Regions from separate parts of the Mus musculus genome. Here region 1 is linked to region 2. A link is a contact called in public HiChIP or PLAC-seq data. All regions are on one chromosome and are shown on one strand. Each heading gives the region's core, a stretch centred on a gene start, on an enhancer-like site or on the middle of the called end of the contact. The rest is flanking DNA. Distances are from core to core; before and after follow the strand shown. Region 1 overlaps Gm38452 (a long non-coding RNA gene). Region 2 has its middle 14 kb from the start of Gm39737.

Region 1 (4,196 bases), core at 169-2,668, 330 kb after region 2:
AAGATGTCGGACAACATCAAGGAAGTAATGTCTTCTAGACACAACAGGGCAGATGAACACACAAACTTATAGAGATTGTGACATCATGCAGAAGACCCACACAAGCTCTGGCTAGGCAAGGTCCCAGCAGAGAGGACAAGGTAGGCATGAAATCCCATCCCTAGCCAAGGAGCTGGGACCAGCTGGTAGGTACTAGGAGAGGGAGGATCTAAAGAAAACTTAAAATACTAAATAAAACTAATGATCTGACACCTAGTAGGTCCACCACACTCCAGGACAGGCTCCACTCCCAAGACTCATTGGGCAATACAAACTAGAGTCAACGTAGGGGAAAGATGAAAGGAAGATTACGAGAGGAGCTGGGAGTGGGGAGGTGAATATGTTCAAAATACATTGTATGAGACTCTCGAGGAACTAACCTTTTAAACCCTCTAAAAATTAATCTAGGTTCTTAAAACAATACCTGCCATTTAGTAACTGCTCAATAAACGCTAACATCGTATCGTTGTTAGAGTGGCTGGCTGTGGTTAACTCATTCCTCTCAGACTCCTGGTCCACACTCCTGCCTACCCTTCTTTGCCCTTCTTCTACAGAACAGCAAATGTCTCCATAGTGAGACACCAACAGAGCCCAGGACACTCTCGGAGGCCCAGCCACCTCAACTGCTTGTTCACTGGGCAGCCTGTAAGTGGGGTAGTGGGTTTATGTTTTCTGTTAAAACACAAACATATGTTCATCTATGCTCCCAGTTACTGAAGTCATCTGTCAGTCACTTGAGTATGCACAAGCTCTGTATCCTTCTGTAAAAGCCATTCTTCACTGGGAAGGTGTCAAAGGGAGCTTGTTGAGTATCTCAAAGGAAGATGAAGAGAAGCAGAAGGGAGCAACGACATTGGGTGTGTGGTTGTGAATGTCACGTGTGACCCTCTACCAATTCCACTGGGTGGCATTTGACATCAGCACAGGGACACTCCCTTCTGGCCCAAGGGAAGACGGCATCGCTGTGACCTCTATTTACAGAGGTGTAGAGATGCCACGTGACTCCTCTAAGGTGGACCAGATGCTGAAGATGCTCAGTCCAGCTCTTCCAGGCCCCTCCCCTCATCCTACCCATGCCTCAGTCCTGCCTCTCGCCCGCCAGGGCACTGTGTGTCCCCCATTCCCTCCCATCCACAAGCACACAGGTGGAGGCAGGCAGGCCTCCCTCACACTCTGCTTCCCTGTCTGAGTCTATTCACCGAAGCACCCACAGCAGGCCCAGATGTGTCAAAATAGAGAGGGAAAGGAAGAAAGGTCATTGTTCCCAACCATTTGCAAGAATATCTGAGTTAAAAATGGAAGATTTGTCATTTGCACAGTGAAGGGGGGTGGGGGGAGGGAGCATTGTTAGGTGTTGGTAATGTAAAAAACGCAAGTATGCTGTTATTTATGTAATTAGTTATTGCTTTCATTATGGGTGCAGTCTTAATGGTTATAGTATTTATGTATAATTACCTTAATATTCACTGAAATTTCCAAGTAGCTCCCTAATTAACTGTCTCAAATATATAATTACATTGCATCTTTACGCAAGACTTGCCTAATTAATGTAGTTACACCACTTCTTTTGTGATGCGCATTATCAAATGCTCTCTGCATCCTTCTTCTGACTTCTTGTAATTCACGCTTTACAAAAATTAAGACCTCGAATTAGAAGCCTTCAGAAGCAGCTCGGTCCTGCAGCAGAGTGGAGGCTCGGATTGCTGCTTTGCAGAGTCCTCATTAGGACTCTCCTTCACAGCCAGCCTACCTGGAGGTAAGAGAAGCTGGGCTGGGTCACAGGCTCATTAGAGCAGGCAGCTGGAGTCAGGGCCTCAGGCTCAGCTCTTCCCTACCTCTGGCCATTCTCCTCCCCAGGGAAGACCACCCTGTGTCCCAGGGTCCCTGTGTGATGGTGGGCTCAATTCTGTATCTACTTCTACTAGGGACCTCTGAAGCCTTAGCTTTCTAATACAAAAATAGAGCATAGCTCCTCAGAAAAGCTCTCTAAGAAAATTAACTCCTCAGAAAATTCTTCCAGGATTGAAGTTAAGCAAAGCAGAAAATGGCTTGCTGGTAAAGTGCTTACCTTGTAAGTACAAGGACCTGAGTTTGAACCCCCAAAAAATCTACATTTAAAAAGGTGGGGATGACATCACACTTGTAATCCCAGCTCTGGGGAGATGGATATGCTTCCATGGAGCTCACTGGCTACCCAGCCAAGCCTTCACAATAAACTCCAGGCAGGGAGAGACCCAGACCCTAAAAGCAAGGTGTGGTCCTCAGGAGCTGACGTTGACATTCAACTTGCACACATGGGCACAGACTCATACTCTCTGGCACACATGGGCACAGACTCACACTCACTGGCACACATGGGCACAGACTCACACTCACTGGCACACATGGGCACAGACTCACACTCACTGGCCCACATAGGCACAGACTCACACTCACTGGCACACATGGGCACAGACTCACACTCACTGGCACACGTGGGCACAGACTCACATCCATTTAAAATAAGACTTGAAGAGCCAGTGAGCATGAAGAACCCTGAAGCACACCATGGATGTTGCACAGAAGTGAGAGTTGTTTCTAGAACTTTACTCTGCCTCTGCACCACAGCAGTCTCATGCCACACGCTGCCAAGCTCATCACCCAGTATCAGAGGCTTAGAACAAGCCTCGTGTCTATGGTTATACCATTCTGAATACTCAAAAAGCTAAGTGCAGGAGGACCCAGCTACTGTACCCATGGGAAACTATCCACATCGTGTTCAGCTTCTAGCTGTATGGATGGGTAACTGGGCCAGGCTCTGCTGAGCAAACTTTCTGGCTGGCGTACACACAACTAGTCTCCTCCCATGTCTGGAATCACAAGAGGAACGGCCAAGATTTGTTTTTTTTTTTTTTTTCATAAAGCTCCTCAGAATTTCGTACCAGGCTAGCCTTGTAGGGCTCGTTGGTTGGCAGCATTTCCAACCTAAGGTCAACAGCTACTAGTCCCCTGGACCAAAAACTGTACAATGTTACTTTCAGAATGCCTCATGTGGCAACCCAGATGCAAGGTCTAGGTAACAGACACTGTCTTCATAGGAGGAATCTGTACTGTTGTTAATAATTCACCTTGAGGCCTATGTCCAATCTGTTCACTTGTTAGCAGTATGTCTTATGCATGTGTGCCAATGGGTATACAAGTATGAACATGCATGGCATTTATATACATGAATATGAATACAAGTATATGTGGTAGCATGTGTGTGTATGTGAGAGAGAGAGAGGTATGTGTGTGTGTGTGAGAGAGAGAGAGAGAGAGAGAGAGAGAGAGAGAGAGAGAGCACTCAGGTGTCATTCCCCAAGCACAAATCACTCTTATGTTTTGAGACAAGGTCTCTCATTAACCTACGTTTCAGCAATTTAGGCTGGCCTGGCTGGCCAGGGATCCCCACCTCCTGCCTCCACCCACCCAGTGCTGATTGCATATGTGTCTCATTGACTTTTAATTGAGGGTCCAAAGATTGAATTTAGGTCCTTGTATTTGAAAATGGAGGACTTTTCCAACTGAGCCATCGCCTCAGACACTCCAATCTATTCTTGTGGAGATGAAAATAACTCTTCGACTAGTCAATGACTAAGAGCTCATTGGGCATCTATCTGCTATGGACTTGGTACTGTGGAAGAGTCCCACAGGGAATCCAGATGCTGAAGACACAGTGTTTCGGCACTGCCAGTCTTGGTGGAGGAAGCAAAGCCAATGCTGATGGATGAAAAACAAGGCCAGTGGAAACTCTGATTCCATGCTATAAGCATAATGCTAATATCCAGAAGCAAGAGGTCAGTGAGGTGGGAAAGAAAGCTAAAGAAGTAGGCAGGAGTGGAGGAACCAGCAAGGCCAGACTAATACCATATGCAGGAAGCAGCAAGCACACATGGGATGATCACATGGGTTATGCTGGAAGGCCCAGTGAAGCCTCTGGGCTCACTTGATGCAGGAGACAGCAGAAAGGCAAAGGAACCAGAAGAACCCATAGCCAAGACCCATTCATAATTACTTTCCTACTATTGAGTATACAGTTCCTTTTCCAAGAGTCTATGAACCCAGCCCTTCCCTGGACAAGTTCAGCCTTGTAAATTCATACCTGCTTCTCAAAGGCTTTCCCAGCAGCTCTGTATGTG
Region 2 (3,898 bases), core at 1,315-3,814:
GCCTCAGACAGAGAAAGCAGGGCCGAGTGAGACACGGCTACGCACATTCTGGGTATTTGAAGACCAGGAACAGCAGCAGAATTTACCAAAGCAAAAGCAGTTGCACTAAATGCTCAGGGTTGTTTTACTGTCTCCGTTTTCTGGACTTTCTAAAGTCTGCTACTTTTGTAATAGAAGAAATGAGACGTTAAAGAAAAGAAATAGAAGCTCACATCCCAGGACTCCAGCTTTGTATTCATGTTCAGGGCTGGGGGAAACTAAAGGAGAACTTGAGGCTTTAGCCATAGCTGGGTATCATTATGATGTCACCTAGTACAGGAGAGGCCTGATGGAGGAACTAGAGAAGATGGGGTGCGAGCGAGGTATCTACTTCTCACTGACATGCTGACTCCAGATCCTGGGTGGGGATCCTTGAGAGCCAGTCATTGCAGGAATATCTCATAACAGACTCGGGGTGAAACATTTTAGATCTCACACACACATGCACACACACACACACACACACACACACACACAATAGGTATATCTGGTATATCCATTAATTTCAGTTGTCTACTTGATGAGATCAGATAGGAATCACCTGGGCTATGTGCTCATGAAAATTATCTCGATTAGGTGAATTCAGATTGAAGAACTGCTGGCTGTAGGCAGCTCTATTCCCTGGGTTGAGCTGAATACTTCCTCTACCTCTGTTCTCTGATGGCTGGTACTCCTGCCTCCATGACTTTTCTTTCATGATGGACTGTGCCCTGGAACTATAAACCAGAATAAACCTGTCCTTCAGTAAGTTGGTTTTATCAGGAAAAGACACTGGACAGAGTAGCACATTTATAATCTCAGCAGCACCTTAGGAGGTAGAGGCAGGAAGGGAGGGAACAGGCAGGGTAGGGGCTACATAATGAGTTCCAAACAAGCCTCAACTACAATCAATAACACAAACAAACAAACCCTCTGCATGGTGGCTTAAATTGTAGTCACAGAGGGGAAGTAAGTCTTGCCCCAATAAAGGATGACAGAAAAAGTTTACTTAAAAAATTCTTATACCAACATTATCGTGTATCAGTCACCAACATTTGGCATGAAGAGCTCACATCTACTTGGTTTTATTCGGGTTACCTTGATGGCGTGATAAACTGGTGTGTCTTCCCTAACCCCAACTATCCCCATATGAGCGATAGAATTAAGAGCAACATCTGGTGCACCGAAACTTGGGTTGGCCTCTGACTTAACCCTGTGGTATTTCAGTGGTGTCTACTGATAAGCAAGGAGGATTCCCCTGGGATGTTGGGTCATTCTGATAATAGAAGGGGCCACCATCGGCTTTGGAGCCCTGAGTTCTCAACACAGCTCTCCCTTCCCTCTACCCACTGCTGTGCTTCTCATTGGTCAGAGTATATGACCAAACAATGTGAGGCTCTCTGAGGAGTTATCTCTGGGTGATTTTCAGCTGTATTTCTATCTGGGTTAACTCACAACTACCATAGTCACGTGACACACACATGCTTAACACATTCTCTGCATCTGAACGGTGTAACTGACGGCAGAAGGGTCTGATCTTGGCTCCAAATCAGCGGGCGACTATTGAGCTACTGTAGTTTGAGTGGGATGGTCAGAATTCAGAATGTTTAAAACACAGTGAGCTGAATTCTGCTGTTCAGAATTGATCTCACCCCAGAAGAGATGCCTGGCTTTGAGAGGGGCTGCCACTCAGGCTTGGTGACTATTCCTCCCTAGGGGTGCACCCTGGGGGCTCATGTAGGACGGCATAGAATTGGAAATCACAGATGTATTTTCTCCACCTAACAGTGCGCAATCAAGAACACTTCTACTTCGCTAAGCCCCACCCACAAGATGTGCTTTTATTTAATTTAAAAATGTTCTTTCCATCCATCAACACACACAATCGAATCACTCTGTGTGCCTCTGCTCGGGAGTGACTTGGTGACTGTTGACCCAGCACCTGCCACTCTCTGCTTCTCCTCTTTATGTTGCTGCCGCCTCCTGCTTTCATTTCTTTTATTTCCATCCTTCCCCCCCCCCCCCCGAAAGGAATTCACCGTGGTGGTTCACCACATCACCAGCTGCCTCACCGCCCCCCACCCCCCGCACCCCGGATTCATTTGTGTATTTGAAGGTAAAAAAGGGACAGAAAAGGTGGGTGGTTGGACCCGTGTAGTCAGGACATGGGGAGGGTCTCTCTTTCTCCCTCTAGAAAGTGAAATTCCTCTTTCAGGTTCCTGTCTGAGCCCTTCAGTCCTTCCGTCACACACCCCCTGGTCCAAGGGCCACAGTGGCACCTGCGAGTTGGGGAGATCTAAACCTGCATGTCACCTTTCATCTAATCAATCCTAATCTTGTTGGAGCCGGTACACGATTAAAACTTGCTCCCGGAGTGATCTTTATCTGTCCTAAAATTCAAAAACTACCTTTCAAATCCCTTCCCACAAGCCCAGTCTCCATCTCCCTCTTCTCTGCGTCTTCCCCTTGGTTTCCTCCTAATTACCAGCCAGCGGGTGGATGCGACTGCTACTCCGATGCTCCAGTGCTCCGGATCCCTAATCACGCCTATTGTGCTCCTCAAAGCAGAGTCAAGAATTGCTGCCTTTTTATGCCCCCTCTCTCCCTCCATTGTAGACGGAAGCAGGTTCCTGCCGCTTTTGTTGCCTCCACTTCTGGGCTAAGCTCCATTTGCTGGCGAACGGGCCCTGTCTTCACTCCCCCCTCTAAATACTGTAACATTCAGCATCCTTTCATGTCCGTGCTTTTAAAGTAAATCTTTGGACAATTAAAGACATGAAATGGCTAAATAGAGTTCTGTGGGCGTTGTTCTCTCCTTTTTAGAGGTTTAATCACACTTAATGGCTCTCTTCAAAACTTGAATTTTCCATTTTGGTGTTTTGACTCCATTGAAAGAGTTTACTAATATTCTTTCAAAAGTATTCTCGGCTCAAATGAGCTATTCAATAAAAGTTTTGTACCATGCTATAGGATTTACTCTAAATGGAAAATAATTTAAAGGGAGATCAGAGTGTGGGGGGGGGGGTACCATCCCGTGCCACGGGTTTTGTGAGCCAAATCGTAATCACCAATATAGAATCCGTGAGGAGGTGGTAAAAGACAAGAATTATTTAGATATATGGGAGACTATTCCAAACAAGATTTCAATACTGTTTCTTTCCTTAAAGATTGTTCAGCCTTATGGGTCTATAAGTAGGAAGTTGGGGTAACCCCATATCCTCCTTCCTGCATTCCTCATCTCTCTGCTTCTGTGGTTTTCCCCCTCAAAGACAGAGAAGCTAATTTTGTGGCTAGTCTGCCACAGCGTCCTCATCAAACTGTGGCCCCTCTTCCCAGACTTGCTGTTGCTGGGATAGCCTGCTCTTGTCACCGTCAGGAGGAGGAAGTTGGCTGGACACTGAGTTCCCCCTGGGTCATAGTCACTGTCCAAGTGGTAGAATTTGCCTCTTGAAAAGCAAATTTAGTGGAAAATAAAAGCCATTACCTCATGACAGTGTCTTTATTAACCCCAAACCCTCAGATAGCATTTCTTGCTAGTGACAAACTGAGGAAAAATAAGAAATGCCACACACTGTCTATCTAGAACGATGCCCCTGCCTGCTTCTGCCTTTCATGCAAGCAACCCAGGACAGAGTTGGGAGAACTGGAGCCTGACCCTGGATCTAAAAACAAGCAATGCAGGTAGAGGAGAGAACGGATGATATAGCCTTGGATCCAGGCTCTGTCACTCACTGACCCCAGGGAAGGCACCCAGAGAGTCTGAGACTTTCTCTTCCATGAAGAGAGTCTCTGGGATTGAGCGGGTGCTCATATTTACCCAAAGCTACCTCACTCACTCTCTTATTTATTATTTTATTTCTCTCCTCCCTCCCCAGTGTCA

The links. HiChIP or PLAC-seq counts read pairs in DNA pulled down with a chosen protein or histone mark.
Region 1: a contact with region 2 is called in an H3K4me3 HiChIP or PLAC-seq map of embryonic basal ganglia, with 4 times the contacts expected there. The contact joins two enhancer-like sites. A contact is called at or near these places in 1 of 115 datasets of contacts at active chromatin or transcription factors (embryonic basal ganglia) and 2 of 9 other capture datasets (embryonic tail and embryonic trunk).

The regions. Positions count from the first base shown.
Region 1 is chr1:190,712,378-190,716,573 of GRCm38.p6, forward strand. The region is part of intron 4 of Gm38452 (a long non-coding RNA gene); the gene reads right to left. Among named protein-coding and RNA genes, the nearest start is that of Gm38452, 16 kb to the right of the region's middle. Within about 2 kb of position 1,419, at least 2 of the 459 cell types and tissues checked have an H3K27ac peak or open chromatin away from gene starts, as enhancers often do. A contact at or near this core is called in embryonic basal ganglia, where this site is marked.
Region 2 is chr1:190,382,182-190,386,079 of GRCm38.p6, forward strand. No RefSeq gene overlaps it. Among named protein-coding and RNA genes, the nearest start is that of Gm39737, 14 kb to the right of the region's middle. Within about 2 kb of position 2,565, at least 5 of the 459 cell types and tissues checked have an H3K27ac peak or open chromatin away from gene starts, as enhancers often do. A contact at or near this core is called in embryonic basal ganglia, where this site is marked.